Linked DNA regions of Mus musculus: region 2 is linked to region 1. A link is a contact called in public HiChIP or PLAC-seq data. All regions are on one chromosome and are shown on one strand. Each heading gives the region's core, a stretch centred on a gene start, on an enhancer-like site or on the middle of the called end of the contact. The rest is flanking DNA. Distances are from core to core; before and after follow the strand shown.

Region 1 (3,479 bases), core at 707-3,206:
ATGCTAGGCGAGCACTGTACCACCGAGCTCCGTCTTTGCCCCAGAAGACAGTTTCAGTAATCATTAAGGTAAAGAATGATAAAGCCACGAAACACAAGCATGCTTCTTACTCTCTGTAGGACTCTGGTGGGAGGCGGCTGAGGTCCCTCTGTTGTCAAGCATTTTTCTGGTTTTGGTGACGAAGAAGAACATATCTCAAAATCTGTGTGTCCCAAATCCTGTAGGTACTGGTAAAGTGGAGAATTCTGAAAGAAACAGGAAATGAATCGAATCTTAAGATCACTAATATTTTAAAAGTTTTGGGATCAAATTCAAAAATCACACCTGAGTACCAGCTTCTATCACATTTTTTCATGGCCTTTCCTATGAGGACTGGTATGATCGGCTATAGCAAAATGCCATCGAACACCAATAAATCAACCAACACGCAATACAAAGACCCAAAAAGGAAAAGCTCTAAACAGACACACATTTTTCTGAGTGAGCACCAGCAAGAAAAATGAGCTTAGATTTATAAAAAGATTTCTTAAGCAATTTTTTAATCCAAATTTTTGTTGTCTTTAAGTAAACCATTCTAAAATAGGCAGTGCTGGCTATTGTTAATTGCTAAGAGGTCCTACAGTGAAACAGTAATTACTTAAAGCCAAGAAAACCTAAATATATTCATTATAATATTATGTGTAATGTTGTAGATAACACTTTCTTTAGCACTAATATGCACATTACCCACCATGCTTGACACTACAAGCAAAACTCAAGTTCCTTTAAAAACGCAAGTTCACTCAACATATTAGGCAATGCCAGATACGAGAGTGAGACTTTTTTTTTTTTAAAAACCAAACAATCCATGAGATTACAGTGGTTAAAAATACAAGCATCTTATGATGGGAGTGACAGAACACCCCCATATTCTCAGAATTGAGGAGGTTGAAGGCCAGTCTGGGTCACTTGTTAAGATCCTGTCTGACAACAAATAAAAAAATTAAAATAAGGTAACTCTGGAAGCAAAGTTTAGGTTCAAATTCCAACTCTTGACTGTCACTAGATAAATAATCTGTGACAATTTATAAGCCATGGTTACTTCAGTTGTCTCACCTAAAAACAGGATACTTATATTCAATGCAGAGAGATCCCTACATACATTTAATTCCATGTTTGAGAAGTAGAGGGACAGAGGGGCAGAAGCAAAAGCAGAGGCATAATCTCTTGAGTTTTAAATCAGCATGGTCTATATAGTGAGACTATGTCTCAAAAACAAACAAAAAACCCAGGAAGCATTTAGAAGAATCCAGGCATATATCTTTCTGTAAGTTATGGGGGGGTTGGTGGGGGGGAGACGGGCATAGGTTAAGGGACAGATCCCGTCCCTGGCCCCAAGTGTTGTGTACCTGTTTCCTCCAAGACTGAGACATTCTGCCCTACAGGGAAGCTCTTTACTCAGGGAGATAAACAACTCAAAACATCTTCAGGAAGACCCTGAAACTGATCAAACTCACTAGACCCCTCCCTGCCAGAGAATGAAATTAAAGCTGAGACTCTCAGACAAAGCTGAGCTACAAAGAAGACTCTCAGACAAGCTAAGCTACAAAGAACATCTTGAGATCAGACTTGTCGGAGAAGCAGAAGCTGTGGTGTTTGGAAGAGGTTTAAAGCACCTGAGGCACCTGGAAAGGACACTCTCCCAACTTGTTGAGCCGCCTGCAAGCTGTGCAGCCTGCTCCAGGCTCCCAGCTTTGTGAGCTGTCACCAGTCCTGGGGGTGGGTTTTGGTGATGCAGCTGTCTTTGAGTCATTCCTGCTCCTGTAAGTGACCCCTCACCTGTATTCCTGTAGCTCCAATAAAACTCACTGCTTCACCAAGTTGGATTTTAGTGGTATCTGTATTTTGGTCTGTCCTGGGCCCCATGTCTGGGGTGAGTAGACAAGTGTTTGACTTCTCCCCAGAAAAAGTTTGTTATGCAATACCAAGTCATCCCAATTCCATTAAACAGAAACACACTGTTACTATCAGATGAAATCTATGGAGGAAGTTACCTTAGATGAGTAGCAAATACACACACACACACACACACACACACACACATATATAAAACAAATAAACTTTGAGGTGGGTAGAGAAAAGGCCCAGCAGTTAAGAGCACTTGTGTTCTTGCAGAGGACCAAGGTTTGGCTCCAGCACCCACTGTGGCAGTTCATAACTGTCCATAACTAACTCCAGTTCTTGGGGATCTGACACCCTCTTTTCTCCTCCACAGGCACCAAGCATGCACTTGGTAAACAGACAGTCATGTAAAACATCCATACACAAAAAATAAACACATTTTTTAAAAGCCTTGATTCCATTCCATGAGATACGCAAATCTTTTTTTTTTTTTGTTTTGTTTTGTTTTTTGGGTTTTTTTGTTTGTTTGTTTGTTTGAGACAGAGTTTCTCTGTTTAGCCCTGGCTGTCCTGGAACTCACTCTGTAGACCAGGCTGGCTTCGAACTCAGAAATCCACCTGCCTCTGCCTCCCAAGTGCTGGGATTAAAGGCGTGGGCCACCACTGCCCAGCTGAGATACCCATCTTAAAAAGGCGCATGCCTTTAATCCTAGCACTTGGGAGGCAGAGGCAGGTGGATTTCTGAGATTGAGGCCAGCCTGGTCTACAGAGTGAGTTCCAGGACAGCCAGAGCTACACAGAGAAACCCTGTCTGGAAAAAAAAAAAACAAAAACAACAACAAAAAAAAACCTGTCAATCAGTGTTAGAGACACAGCTCCAAAACCAGCAACAGAGCTGCCAGCTAAAGTAGGGAAGAGAGACACAAACTCTCCAAATGCACTCTAGTTTACTCAGCAACAGCAAAGGATGGAAATCTTGGGTGCTCATGTGCCATGGTGGACATTCTCAGAGGGTCAGGGCAAGGAAAGAGCTTTTTGTTTTTGTTTTTTTAAAGATTTATTTATTTATTTTATGTATATGAGTACACCACTGCTCTCTTCAGACACACCAGAAGAGGGCATCAGATCCCATCACAGATGGTTGTGAGCCACCATGTGGTTGCTGGGAATTGAACTCAGGACCTCCGGAAGAGCAGTCATTGCTCTTAACTGCTGAGCCATCCCTCCAGCTCAAGGAAATGTTTTTAAGGGCCAAATGAACCACTGGCTCAGGGGCAGGTGGAAGGAGCTAATTTTTTTCATTGGAGCTCTGGCTGTTGCTACTGGAGGGTCTGTATAGAACTGACAGAGCCAGAAAACGTCCTTTTAGGGCATAGCCCTCTTTGGCAGTAACTGTTACTGTCAGGCATGCGCCTGGCAGACAAAGGAGCTCCAGGAAAGGTTTGACTTGGGTTTGCATGAGTCACTCATTTGCTACAGACAACTTTGACACAACAAACTTTGTGACAAAACCTTAAGTATCTGACTTGTCCTATCTCACTGACTGCTCTATGGGGCATTCTCAATGTATCATTATTAATGTTATTCCCTTATCTAGAT
Region 2 (3,479 bases), core at 624-3,123, 540 kb after region 1:
CCAGTGTGCAATCATAGAAATAAATCACAGAAACAAAGCAAGCGGTTTGGGGCTGCTGAGATGGTTTGCTAGGTAAAGGTGCTTGCTGCCAAGCCTGATGACCTGAGTTCTAGTCCCAGAACCCAGAAGTGGAAGAAGAGAACTTGACTCTTGCAAATTGTCCTGGGACCTCCACATAGGTGCTGTGCAGAACATACCCACATGTGCACACATATATATGCACGCACACACACAAATCAACAAATGTAAAAACAAAAAACTTAAATAATCTTGGATCCTTGAGAGGGAGGAGGAGGAGGAGGAGGAGGAGGAGGAGGAGGAGGAAGAGGGATGGATGCAGCTTAGACTTTGGGTCTGCGTTCAAGTCCAGCTTTTATGGAGATTCCAAAAGGCAAGGCAGCCCACTTAGGGTTAGGTGGTCTTACAAGTTGGGTATTCGTGTGGGACAACTATGAGCAGAATTGCTAGGTGTCACAGGGATGCTATGTTAACCCTTTGAGGAATGTCAGGGTTTTCCAGTGGTTGGTCATGAGCATCCCTGCCAGTGTACGTAGGTTGTAGGTGTCCCATCTCCTCCCCACCGCTCCCTGTCTCTTTCTGTCTGCTGAGTAGTATCTCATGGCAATTTTGTGCTGAGAAAATTTTTCTTTCCATGAAAGTTGTCCCTATACACGCTACTAGGTAAAATATCCTTAACTTAATTAACAGTCCAGTACAGATGCACATCCTGTGTCATCCTAGGCAAACGGACAGGACATTCACTCATGGTTCTCCCATGGGGTAGCTGCTGCTTCGTGAGTATGATAGTAGAATATGAACATCTTACCACTGTAGCCAGCTGGAAGCCAAAATAGAATCCATGCCCTCTTCTGAGACAGGCTGCCCAAAGCTGTGAATTCCCTCATCAAGAACAAGTGGCTGAACAAATGCTTGGCACCCAGAGCCAGAATAAAAGCTAGGCAGAATGAATGAATAACTCTAGCTTTGGGAGTCAGGCACAGTTGTCGCGTGGCAGCTTGATCAAGCTACTCAAGGCTGTCGGAACCTTGGTGGTAGTAACTCCGTCAGTCACACGGTGAGATGCGAAGTGCCGGGCTCAGGACAGACACTCAGCTGACGTTAACTCCCTTTCCATATATAGCTTTGTTGTTAGCATCAGATATATTTTTTTTCCCAGATAATGGCAGAGCAGAGGATTCATTGTGTTGTTTAGATATCTTCTCTTTGCAGAGAAATAACGAGCTCTTGGCAAAAAAAAACCTTAGTGCTGGTAGAAATGGATACTGCAATTTGGTAGCTGCTGACTGACACGTGTTTGCCAAACAGCTATTCAGTCTTGAGCAAGCTCACCTAAAAGCGGGGAAAATGGGAGAATCCTGTAGTTTTATCCTCTTTGCCAGGTATTTATTTGGAAACAAATATCTTTGTAAAGTCCCAGCTTAATTTTTTTTTGTGTGAATAAAATGTTGACACGCTTTGGCTTAAGAGTTCAAACTATCCTATGTGAAACTTAAGTGTTAGTCGACACAAAGGTGTCAGACGCTTTCCAAAGGCTCATTGCTTTGATTTTTGATTTTTGGGTTTTTTTGGTTTTTGATTTTTAAGAAAATGTTGGTCTTTTTGTCACTGGAGTCTTTTGGGTTTTTTTTTTGTTTGTTTTTTGTTTTTTTTGTTTTTTTTTTCTTGCCCTGCAGGGAAGTCCTAGTAACAGGCTTCATGTCTGATTGGGTTCCATGGCAACAGAGGTTGTGACTTTATTAAAAGAGAGCCCGAGCATGCCAAGAAAGATAAAAATCAGAACATGGGAGATGTCCGAAGAGATGCATGTGTTCTGAGGGCCGTGTGCCCTGGAATGCAATCGGTTTCTCGTTCGCTGTCCTTGGTCTCCGTTAGCAATATGAGGCCCACAGCGTTGCCCCTGAGGTCACAGGGTTCAGGGCTCTCTCTTTGAAAACACATTTACATGTTTGCTTTTCATTCATTCACTGATCTTGCTTTTAATATCTTTTGATGTATTAGGAAAAATCCAAGCAGTTATGTGAAGAACCTAGGCAGGAAAGGATTCTGGTTTTTAAGGTAGGAGGAGAATATATGGCATCCCTTTTTGGAACTCATTACAGCTGTAAACTGTGCGATGGTGTGGGAGGGCCAATTAGAGGCAATTATAACCAGCTCGAGCTTTCCCTGAGTCAAAGCTTGCTCTGAGCTTTCCAAGCTGGGTCCTGGGAGGGTGGGGCGGAGCAGAGTGCTTCTCCTCCTTGTTTCTCAGTTAGAAAAGCTGATTCTGGTCTACAAGCGGAGCGTCTGTAGCAGGGCTTGCCATCCTTTCTCTCCCGACCACGACCACAAGAGGCTGGCAGTTGCCAGGACCAGAGCTGTTTGGCTCAAAGTGCTAACAGGAGCTGAGGAAACAACGGTGAGGTGGTTGAATCAGCCTGCGCTCCTGCCTTCTTGTTGCTTTCTTTCTCAAGGGTAATCAGTCAGGCCTTTCCCCTCATTCTGATACTGAAAGTGAAAGAAACCGAGGGGCCGGTCAAATCAGACAGGTCACCCTGTCTGTCATCCTCTAAGCCGGTGGGTGGCACGTTCTGACCTGCATCCGGAACTCAGACTTTGTTAGTCACGTACCCACAGCTGCCTCACGGTGAATCAGAAACTTCGCAGATACTTGGACTCTGATGATTAAACATAGCAGGCAGTATTGGTCTGTGAGCAAAGAATGAGCTCACCACGTTCTGGGCCCCCGAGCCATAGTTAATCAGACCTTGGGGAAATTATGTCACTCAGTCAGCCCTGGTTCCGTTCTTCACAATGAGCTCGACCTGAACAGATGCTTCTCAGACTTCCCTGTGTATAATATTACAGCCTGGGCTCCAGCCCAGGACACGGAACCTCCTAGAAATTCTGATTCACTGTCTCGGGTGGGGCAAGGAGGGTTAGAGGCCCCAGGTGATCTCATGAGTAGTTGTTCTGGAAATACCGCTTACCTGGCTCACTGATGGCAAACTAGTTGGAATCAAAACTGGAGGGAGAAGGGAAGCTGTCGGGTATAGATTCCCATTGATCAGGATTAGGCAATGGTGGCCAGGCTCAAAAACAGGGCCCCACTTTCCCAGCTCCCTTCTCGGCTCAAACATAGCTGTCTTCCCTGCCTGCCCCCCACATCTCTAAGGAACCAGAAGGGGCCGAAGTGATGAGAGGCCAGTTGGGTTTGTTCGTTCTCAGTGGCTCACATCCCGGGGCAGGGTAGCTCTGAACACTTACACATTCGTTCCTAGACTCTTGGCTCTCTGCAGTGTTGTCCCCTCAGATAGAAGTGTTCACTAAGGACTTAATTCCAGTGGGCAGGAGGCAGTGGCAGAGACATCGGAATTACCTAGGGAGGTTGTTTGAAAAGAGTGGATCTGAGCCCTAAAGATTCCCCGTCACGCAGAGCCCTGGTTATTCTTTTTAATATGAAGCATTTTTACAAGGAAAAC

Evidence for each region. HiChIP or PLAC-seq counts read pairs in DNA pulled down with a chosen protein or histone mark.
Region 2: an H3K27ac HiChIP or PLAC-seq map of trophoblast stem cells shows a contact between it and region 1, with 4 times the contacts expected there. The contact joins two enhancer-like sites. A contact is called at or near these places in 4 of 115 datasets of contacts at active chromatin or transcription factors (bone marrow-derived macrophages, craniofacial prominence, epiblast stem cells and 1 more) and 2 of 9 other capture datasets (adipose tissue and embryonic stem cells).

The regions. Positions count from the first base shown.
Region 1 is chr10:94,006,850-94,010,328 of GRCm38.p6, forward strand. Vezt (vezatin, adherens junctions transmembrane protein) reads right to left here. Exons shown (of 12, transcript NM_172538.5): 2 at 111-245. Among named protein-coding and RNA genes, the nearest start is that of Vezt, 27 kb to the right of the region's middle. Within about 2 kb of position 1,957, at least 7 of the 459 cell types and tissues checked have an H3K27ac peak or open chromatin away from gene starts, as enhancers often do. A contact at or near this core is called in trophoblast stem cells, where this site is marked.
Region 2 is chr10:94,543,153-94,546,631 of GRCm38.p6, forward strand. All of the region lies in intron 1 of Tmcc3 (transmembrane and coiled coil domains 3), which reads left to right. Among named protein-coding and RNA genes, the nearest start is that of Gm40743, 30 kb to the left of the region's middle. Within about 2 kb of position 1,874, at least 300 of the 459 cell types and tissues checked have an H3K27ac peak or open chromatin away from gene starts, as enhancers often do. A contact at or near this core is called in trophoblast stem cells, where this site is marked.